Linked DNA regions of Mus musculus: region 2 is linked to region 1. A link is a contact called in public HiChIP or PLAC-seq data. All regions are on one chromosome and are shown on one strand. Each heading gives the region's core, a stretch centred on a gene start, on an enhancer-like site or on the middle of the called end of the contact. The rest is flanking DNA. Distances are from core to core; before and after follow the strand shown. Region 1 holds the start of Numa1 (nuclear mitotic apparatus protein 1). Region 2 overlaps Rnf121 (ring finger protein 121).

Evidence for each region. HiChIP or PLAC-seq counts read pairs in DNA pulled down with a chosen protein or histone mark.
Region 2: a contact with region 1 is called in an H3K4me3 HiChIP or PLAC-seq map of bone marrow-derived macrophages, with 2.1 times the contacts expected there. The contact joins the enhancer-like site here to the promoter of Numa1 in region 1. A contact is called at or near these places in 1 of 39 promoter capture datasets (macrophages), 1 of 15 datasets of contacts at CTCF or cohesin (CD8 T cells), 3 of 115 datasets of contacts at active chromatin or transcription factors (the HPC-7 cell line, bone marrow-derived macrophages and embryonic stem cells) and 3 of 9 other capture datasets (adipose tissue, liver and pancreatic islet).

What each region holds. Positions count from the first base shown.
Region 1 is chr7:101,968,191-101,972,017 of GRCm38.p6, reverse strand. Numa1 (nuclear mitotic apparatus protein 1) reads right to left here and starts at 2,175. Exons shown (of 25, transcript NM_133947.3): 1 at 2,049-2,175.
Region 2 is chr7:102,040,199-102,044,025 of GRCm38.p6, reverse strand. Rnf121 (ring finger protein 121) reads left to right here. Exons shown (of 9, transcript NM_029211.3): 2 at 1,362-1,399. Among named protein-coding and RNA genes, the nearest start is that of Rnf121, 23 kb to the left of the region's middle. Within about 2 kb of position 1,600, at least 14 of the 459 cell types and tissues checked have an H3K27ac peak or open chromatin away from gene starts, as enhancers often do. A contact at or near this core is called in bone marrow-derived macrophages, where this site is marked.

The DNA of each region.
Region 1 (3,827 bases), core at 926-3,425:
CTGCACATACACCACTCTCTTTGTAACCTAGATTTCTGACTCAGAGTCCTGAGAATCTGGAAAGGAATGAAAAGACTTCAGGAAAACCCCACATTCCGTTGTTTCTTTAAAAAAAAAATCGTCCTTGGTGACTCCCACCTCTAGAGCACTTTGAAAGGCTGAGGCAGGAAGATGGCTCTGAGTTCTAGGGCAGGTAAGGCCACATAATCAAGAGGAGAAAAAGGGGAAAGAGGAGGAGGCAAAGAGTTTTTTAATGACCTAAAAGCCTCAGGAGGACTGAGAAGCCCCCAGAAGTAAGTAGGCCCATAACACCTAGGAACAGGGACGCTCCTGACAAGAAAGTCCAAACACCAACCCTTGAGTATTTACAGTTTTGAGACTGCAGAGTACAGATCTGCAGATGCAATCGCCAACCTTCAAAAGTTCCCTTTTCTGCCCTATAAAACCCCAAGCCCTTTGTATCTCTTCAGCCTCCACTCCCCAGAGAGCCTGCTGCCCTTCATTGTTCTAATTAAAGGACAATCTGCTTCTGTTGAGGTCAGTCTATTTTCACATTGCCGGGCTTAATCAGAGCTAACAGTACTGACACCTAGTCCTTTCCCCCATATTCGTAAGGTCATGATCGGAAAAATGTTAGCAGAAAAGTTGCAATCATGAACTAGACTGCGGCCTACAGGCAGATACTGTGTGAAGTGCCTGCGCAAGCGCACATACACAGCCCTCTGGGGCAGTTCATCAGCACCTATCCCCAACCACTACATTCACACACTCAGATCCCTGGCAGCTGACAAAAATAAAAAATAAAAAAAGACACGTTTTCATTGTCCAACACCGCAAAAACATCTAGGACCACACAAGGAAACAGGGAAGCCCTCTACTGGGCCGTCTCTATAGCTCTAGGACAGGCGCACACATTACTCCCTCCAAACAAAAACACGCTGACATCTATGAGGGGAAAGAAAGGCGCCAACTCCCGGATGTTGGCAAGCTCTGCGCAGGGCCAGCGCCTGTTTCTCAGTGTTTACTTGCTCTCCCTTTCCTCTCCCTCCCCTCTAAGGATGGCGCAGCAAAGGGAGGTGAGGGGGATGAACCACCCCACCCTCTCGTCCATTTTTTTGAAAAAACAAAACAAAACAAAACTAACCCGAGAAAGAGTGAGGGAGAAAAAGTCTTAGTGCTGGGGGCCTTACCGGACTCCTAAAGCCAAACGTATCTACAGGTTTTAATCCGCCATTAGCATTTAAATCTTGAAAGGACAGGGGTAGGGGGGGGCAGTGGAAAGTAACCCCACACACAAAAGAAAAGTTGTTGGGTTTCTTCTCAGTCGGCCAGGCAGAAGCAATCTTCCTGGCTGACAGCCAGAAGTGCGTCACAGCCAGGAGTCTGCTTTCTTTAAAGGCACAGCGAGCTTCCGCGCGGTCTGGGAGCAACAGCGAAGCCAAGAGCTCGGGGGGGGGGGACGGGGGGGGGACGACGCCTACCAGGAGGACCCAGGTGAAGCCTGCCCGTGCCCTAAAAACTGAGCAGGACGTGCGGGGGCGGGGAGAGTGGCTAGGGCGCAAGCCCGCAGGCTCCATTGCTGAAGGGAGAGCACGCGCAGCAAGGGCTGGAGGCTGTGGCGTAAACACACAAAAACGCACCCGCGGTGGCCGGCCTCACCAACCTGAGATGGCCAGGACACTCCCCCTTCGCTGCTTTCCAGCAGGGCTTAAGGCAGTAGCAGTGACGGCCTGTCCACCTCCGAGACCAGCCCTATCGGGCAGGCCCAGAGCCGCCGAACCCACGGCCAGCCCCTGGCGGGAAAGGCGCCCGGCGCAGAGGAAGCCTGGGAGCCGAGCGCAGGGGAGCCGCACGGCGCAGGCCTTGTACAGGGGCAGCTTCCTGCGGCGCGGCGAGGGGGGCGTGTCTGCAGGCGCACGGCCGCCCGCCGGCTCCCCGCCACACAAAGCGCAGGCCTCCTCAGAGCGCCCTGCCTGCCCGCCCGCCTGCCCGCCCTAGGACTTGGCCACCCTAGCCTGTTCTCCGCAGGGAATCTCTTCAGCCCCTACCTTCTGCGTAGCAAGGCCAAGATGCCATGCTGTGTGCCTGCTCCTCCCACTCCTCCACCCAAACGAGCGGCCCAGGCAGTTTCTAGCCGCGGAGCGTAGGCCTCGCTCTTCTGTCCCGATAGCTGCGCTATTGTTGACTGGAATGGCCGCCAAAATCCCAGCTGTGCTGCCAGAACCTAATCCGCTGTTCCTGTGGGCATTTGTGGGGAGGGGCCGAGGGGCCAAGGCACAGTTCTGAGTATGGCAGGCGCTGGCTAGAGCCCTCAACAGGCACAGGGACTCATCATCCTCAGAGTCTGCTGCAACTATATGACTAAAAGAAATGTCACACTCAGACAAGATCTCGACAGCGTTGCCACCCACTGGACACCTCCTGGGATAGTTAAAGGAATTCCCTCACTTTACAACTAGAAACATTTAATGAAGTATGTGTAATGTATTGCTATTAAATATTGTTAATACCCATACAAGAATTATACCCAACGTCTGAGCTAGGGTTACAATTCCACAGATCAGAAGTGACTACAAGTTTTATCCCAAGATGGTACATGTTAACTCATATAAAAGATGTAAGGAAACTAACCAGTTTAGATGAGGGAAGGATTAGAAAACTGAAGTAATATTTTAATCTGGATCTTCAAGCACAAAATCAAATTTTTCCTCTCGGGAAAGGGAGAAGAAAGCAGAAAGGTGTGGTAGCAGTGAGAGACCAGGTGTCAAAGGTGAACTGAGGTCAGAATTGGGAAATCTTGAACTTCAAGGATTCAAATAAAGGATCTGGGATGGTTTTAACAGAGAGCTGTGGTATGAGCCAGATTAACCTGACAAAATGGTTCTCTGGCAGCAAGGTGAGCTAGGAGGCTACCCAATAGATAGGAAGGTGTTGAGGACACGGATGGTAGAGAATAGTTAAAAGAGGAATGAGAAGCATTGAGGAGAAAGAAGCTGACAAAAAGCAGGAGACTCAAAGCCACCATGGTGCTGTGTGCTTACAGTCCTGGCAAGTGGGAGGTTGGAGCAGAAGGCCAGCCTGATCCACTCACTACTAGAGTTCCAGCCCAGCCAAGGCAGAGTAACAGCCTATCTCAAACAAGACAAAACTAGGAGGAGCAACTGTACCGGGAAGAAAGTACATGGCATATGTGAATCACATGTGAGGAGGAGATGGGGGTCTGAAGAAGAAACAGGATATAATAGATAGTAGCTAATGCTTACTAAGAACCTACTAACATGCCTCAAACCATCCTACTGACCTATTGGGCATCATTTCATTAGGCTTCAACACCTCTTTATGAAGCAGGTAAATTACCACTCAACTTTAAGATGACTTTTTTAAAAAGACTTATTATTTATGTGAATACACTGTCACTGTCTTCAGACACACCAGAAGAGGGCACTGGATCCCATTACAGATGTGAGCCACCATGTGGTTGCTAGGAATTTAACTCAGGACCTCGGAAAGAGCAGTCAGGTGCTCTTAATCGCTGAGCCATCTCTCCAGCCCTACCACTCAACTGTAGACATGAGGAAGCTAAGCCACAAAGTGACTATCTTACATACATATCACAAATCACTTGCAGCTAACTACATAACCCTGGCAAGGATTCCTCAGATTCCTAGATGAAAGCATAGCCTCCTCTGCTTTAAGAGTACAAGCATGAACTCAGTAACATTCGCAAGGTGCCCAACACACTGACTTTTAGCACAGAAGGTGCTAGTGGATGCTTCACAAAGGTTGGTCTCTGTCACCAGGGTGTCCCAGCAGAAGGTTTACCAGTG
Region 2 (3,827 bases), core at 351-2,850, 73 kb before region 1:
TCCCTCCATTCATCTCCGACGTCTATTTTACTTCCTCTTGTGAGTGAGATTCACATAAAGTTTTTAAATAGATTTTTCTAGATGCTTTCTTGATACTTACATGGCATTTTCAAGTGTTTGTATACTCTCTTGTTTCAGTATGTCCAAGTGGTGTACTGTTTTGTTTTTTGTTTTGTTTTGTTTTTAACATACTTACATTATGGGAGAGGCTTTTTCTCAATTTCTTAAATATTTATTGACTGCTTAGTTCTGTGTTCTCTTTAAAGGACACAAAAGCAGTATAAAGTGTATATTGGCTCTGAGGCATTTTCCCAGTATGTGGGAAAGGTGTACTAGGCCAGTCCAAAACTGTGGGAGGTATTCAAAATGCTAAATTATGTTTCTAAGCCCCTGTCTCCTTTGCTGTCAAGGAACATTTCCTGCCCAATTTGCTATAAAACTATGTTGTTTGGCCTAAGTACTGGAATTTTGGCATGGCGTTATATGGCTCCAAAGAAGCAGAAGATACACTCTGGCACCAAGGCTATACTAATATTCTGGAACAGAGGTTTTTGACAGTGGCAACTTTTGTTCCCTAAATTTTACAGTGTCTGTAGATATTCTTTTTGGGTGCTACTGATCATATGCAGGACACACTCCTCCCAGAAAATAAACAGAGCCCCCAAATATCAGTAGTGCCAAGTTTGAGAGACCCTAGGTAGAACCAGAACTTTGAGTTTAGAAGGCCATACACTTCTAAGGTCAGTAGCAAAACAGGAGCCAAAGATGATTTTGGCCTAGTCTAATGTTCTGCTTGCTTTTATGTGTTTATTCATATGGCAGTATATGACAGTATTTCACATGGCTTCATCTTTTACTAATTCTGACTCATATTTTGCCCTAGTCATACTTAACTCTTTGTGCACTGTACAGTTTTACCCTCCTTCCTGTTCATGTAATTTCCTTTGATAAGAACATTGCTCTTATTTCTGGATAATATTTCACAATCATTCCAAGAAAACTCCCCTGGTTTATAACAGCCCAATTTGGGTTAAAACCCATTTGTCCATTCTTCCATAGCTTACCCTTACCATATAATAATGCATCACACTGTGAGCATCTTGGGAGTTAGGAGTCCCACTCTTTGATTGAATAGCTCAGCCATGCAACATTCATTTAGTAGTAAAACCTGAACCAAACTAGTACCTAAAGAAGGGAGACACTGGTGTGAAGTAGTGGTGAGAAAGGCTTCCTAGAGTTAGAGATATGAAGCCTCCTCTTTTGAGTCCTTGAAAATATTGATGAATGTTTTTGAGCCCCTTATTTAGGGTGGGGACAGTTATAAGTCATTGACAGATTTTTCTGGTGGTGTCTTTCTACAGGTTGATATGTCAGACCTCTCCCCAGAGGAGCAGTGGAGGTAAGTGTGACAGTTTGGCTCACCCAGCTAATTGCATAACTACTCTTTTTCTTCTCTGTGTATGGAATGCATCGTCTTGTGACCAGTTGGACAGGTCTTTGGGAATCTTTCCAAGTATCTGGGTCACTTCTGAGCAGCTCACTCAGTCCTAGAGTAAGTAGGCATTTGCACTAAGCATCCTCCTGTGGTGAAACCAGTTTTGCCATTTACTAGTCATGTGATGTGGGGTAATTTATTTAACTTCCCACTGCCACGTTTATTACTACCCCTTTTTTCTATAACAAGGATTGGAGCCAGGCCTTAAACATATTAAACAAGTAGTCTACCACTCAGCTGTACTCCCAGCCCTCTTTTTCCTTTTTATTTTGAAACAGAATCTGACCAAGTTGCCCAAGCTAACCTTGAATTTACTGTATAGCCTAGACAGGCCTAGGACTTGCCATCCTTCTGCCCTAGCCTCAGAAGGAGCTGGAATATAGGCTGGTAAGACCAGGCCTGAGAGTTCACCCCATTTGTAAACTGAGAGTCATAACAATATCCATACCTAACAGGTACGGACACTTAGAGGTATGAGGGTTAATGTCTGTCAAGTTCTTAGAACCATGCCTTGCACTGGTAAGCTTCCCGTGTACTTGCTTTGAAGACGATGATCATCATCATCATCACCATCATCATCATCACCATCATCATCATCATCATCACCTGTGTACAGTTCTGGCTTGGAAAAGGTGATTGAGATGTATCTTCTGATTTCAGCTCTGATGCTACTTATTTTTTGATCAGCAACTATTTTATTTTCATGACTTCTCTCAGGGTGCTTACTTTTCAGGGTGCTTACTTCACAGACTTCAAAAAGAGGTTAACAATTGAGCTGAAATCAGGTACAACTTAGTCGGAAAAACCCTTAATTGAGCTTAAGATGATCAATTATTTATAGACTGGCAGGAATACCAATTCAAATGATAAATCTAGAGTGATTTTGAATGACATGTCATGCTGCGTCATATATGCCTTTCTGCTAAGGAAGGTGACAATGTGACTGTCTTCTGCTATATTGGAGACACAAATGTTTTAAGTACTATTTATTCTGAAGATTTTTTTTATTTTTTATTTTTACTGTTTAAGGAATTTTTATTAAAGCAAGAATTTTATAATCCAAGGAAGAAAAAAAATGTCTCCGACGGGGGAGACGTGGATATTTTGTAAATTTTTTTTTTTTTTTTTTTGGTTTTTTCAAAGGATTTTTTAGATTTTTTTTTTAAATTTTTTAAATAATAATGTGTGTTCCAAGCCCGGAGCACACACTTTGCACTCTCAGCACTAACCGCCAGGGAGAAGGGGCTTATTCTGAAGATTTTTTTATTAGATCATGTATAGAAGAATGCAGCCAAGATTAATGGTGCTCACATCATTTTTTTTTAATTGATTTATTTATGTGTATGAGTCTTCAGACACCAGGAGAGGGCATCAGATCCCATTATAGATGGTTTTAAGCTACCATGTGGATGCTGGGAATTGAACTCAGGACCTCTGTGCTCTTAACTGCTGAGCTTTCTCTCCAGCCTTGTTCATACCATTTTAGGACCAGATGGGAATGGTGTTGCATACCTTTAATCTCAGGAATCTGGAGGCAGAGGTCTCCATGAGATTGAGGCTAGCCTGGACTAAAAAGAAAAGGAGGAAAAAAATGAAAAAGGAAGGAGAACAAGAGCGAGAGCAAAAGAGGAAGGAAGGAAGGAAGGAAGGTAGGTAGGTAGGTAGGTAGGTAGGTAGGTAGGACTGTTGAGCTGAAATGGCACAGGAAAATGGTTATAGAAACAGGAAATATTTGGAGCTTTGGCATGGGGAATAAGATAAGGCTATGTCTGGTTTTCATAGAGTTTAGGATTAACTGCAACATATTAAAGCTATTAGGTAGGTACATTTTCATTTCATTGTAAAATATATGTGCTTAGATAAGGTCTTACATATGTGTTTAGACAGGCTAGCCTCAAACTCCTAGAGATGCCTCTGCCTCTGCCTGCAGAGTGTTGGGATTAAAGATATGTGCTAGGCCCAGCTCAGCTATCCTTCTTATACATCCCAGACCAGAAAATTCTAGCTTTAGATTAATAAGACGCCTCCAGATATACTGTCTGTCAGTCTGGTTATTGAACTTCCGTGAGCCCTTGAGGAGGCTGTTTACTTGATACTGATGATGAAGACATGGTTGTATTAATACAGACTTGGAGCAGCTCAGAGTTTTTAACCTTTAGTTAGTCCTAAGCCCTCTAGACCTGGCAAAAAGGTCTGATGAATAAAGCAAGACTCTAAAATCAGCAAGCTTACAGTGTTACCCCTTTAGTGTGTGATAAATTGTAAGAGTCTAAGACTTTATAGCTGTAACCTCTGCCCTCTCCTCCTCGTGACAGGCTGAAATAGGATTGAA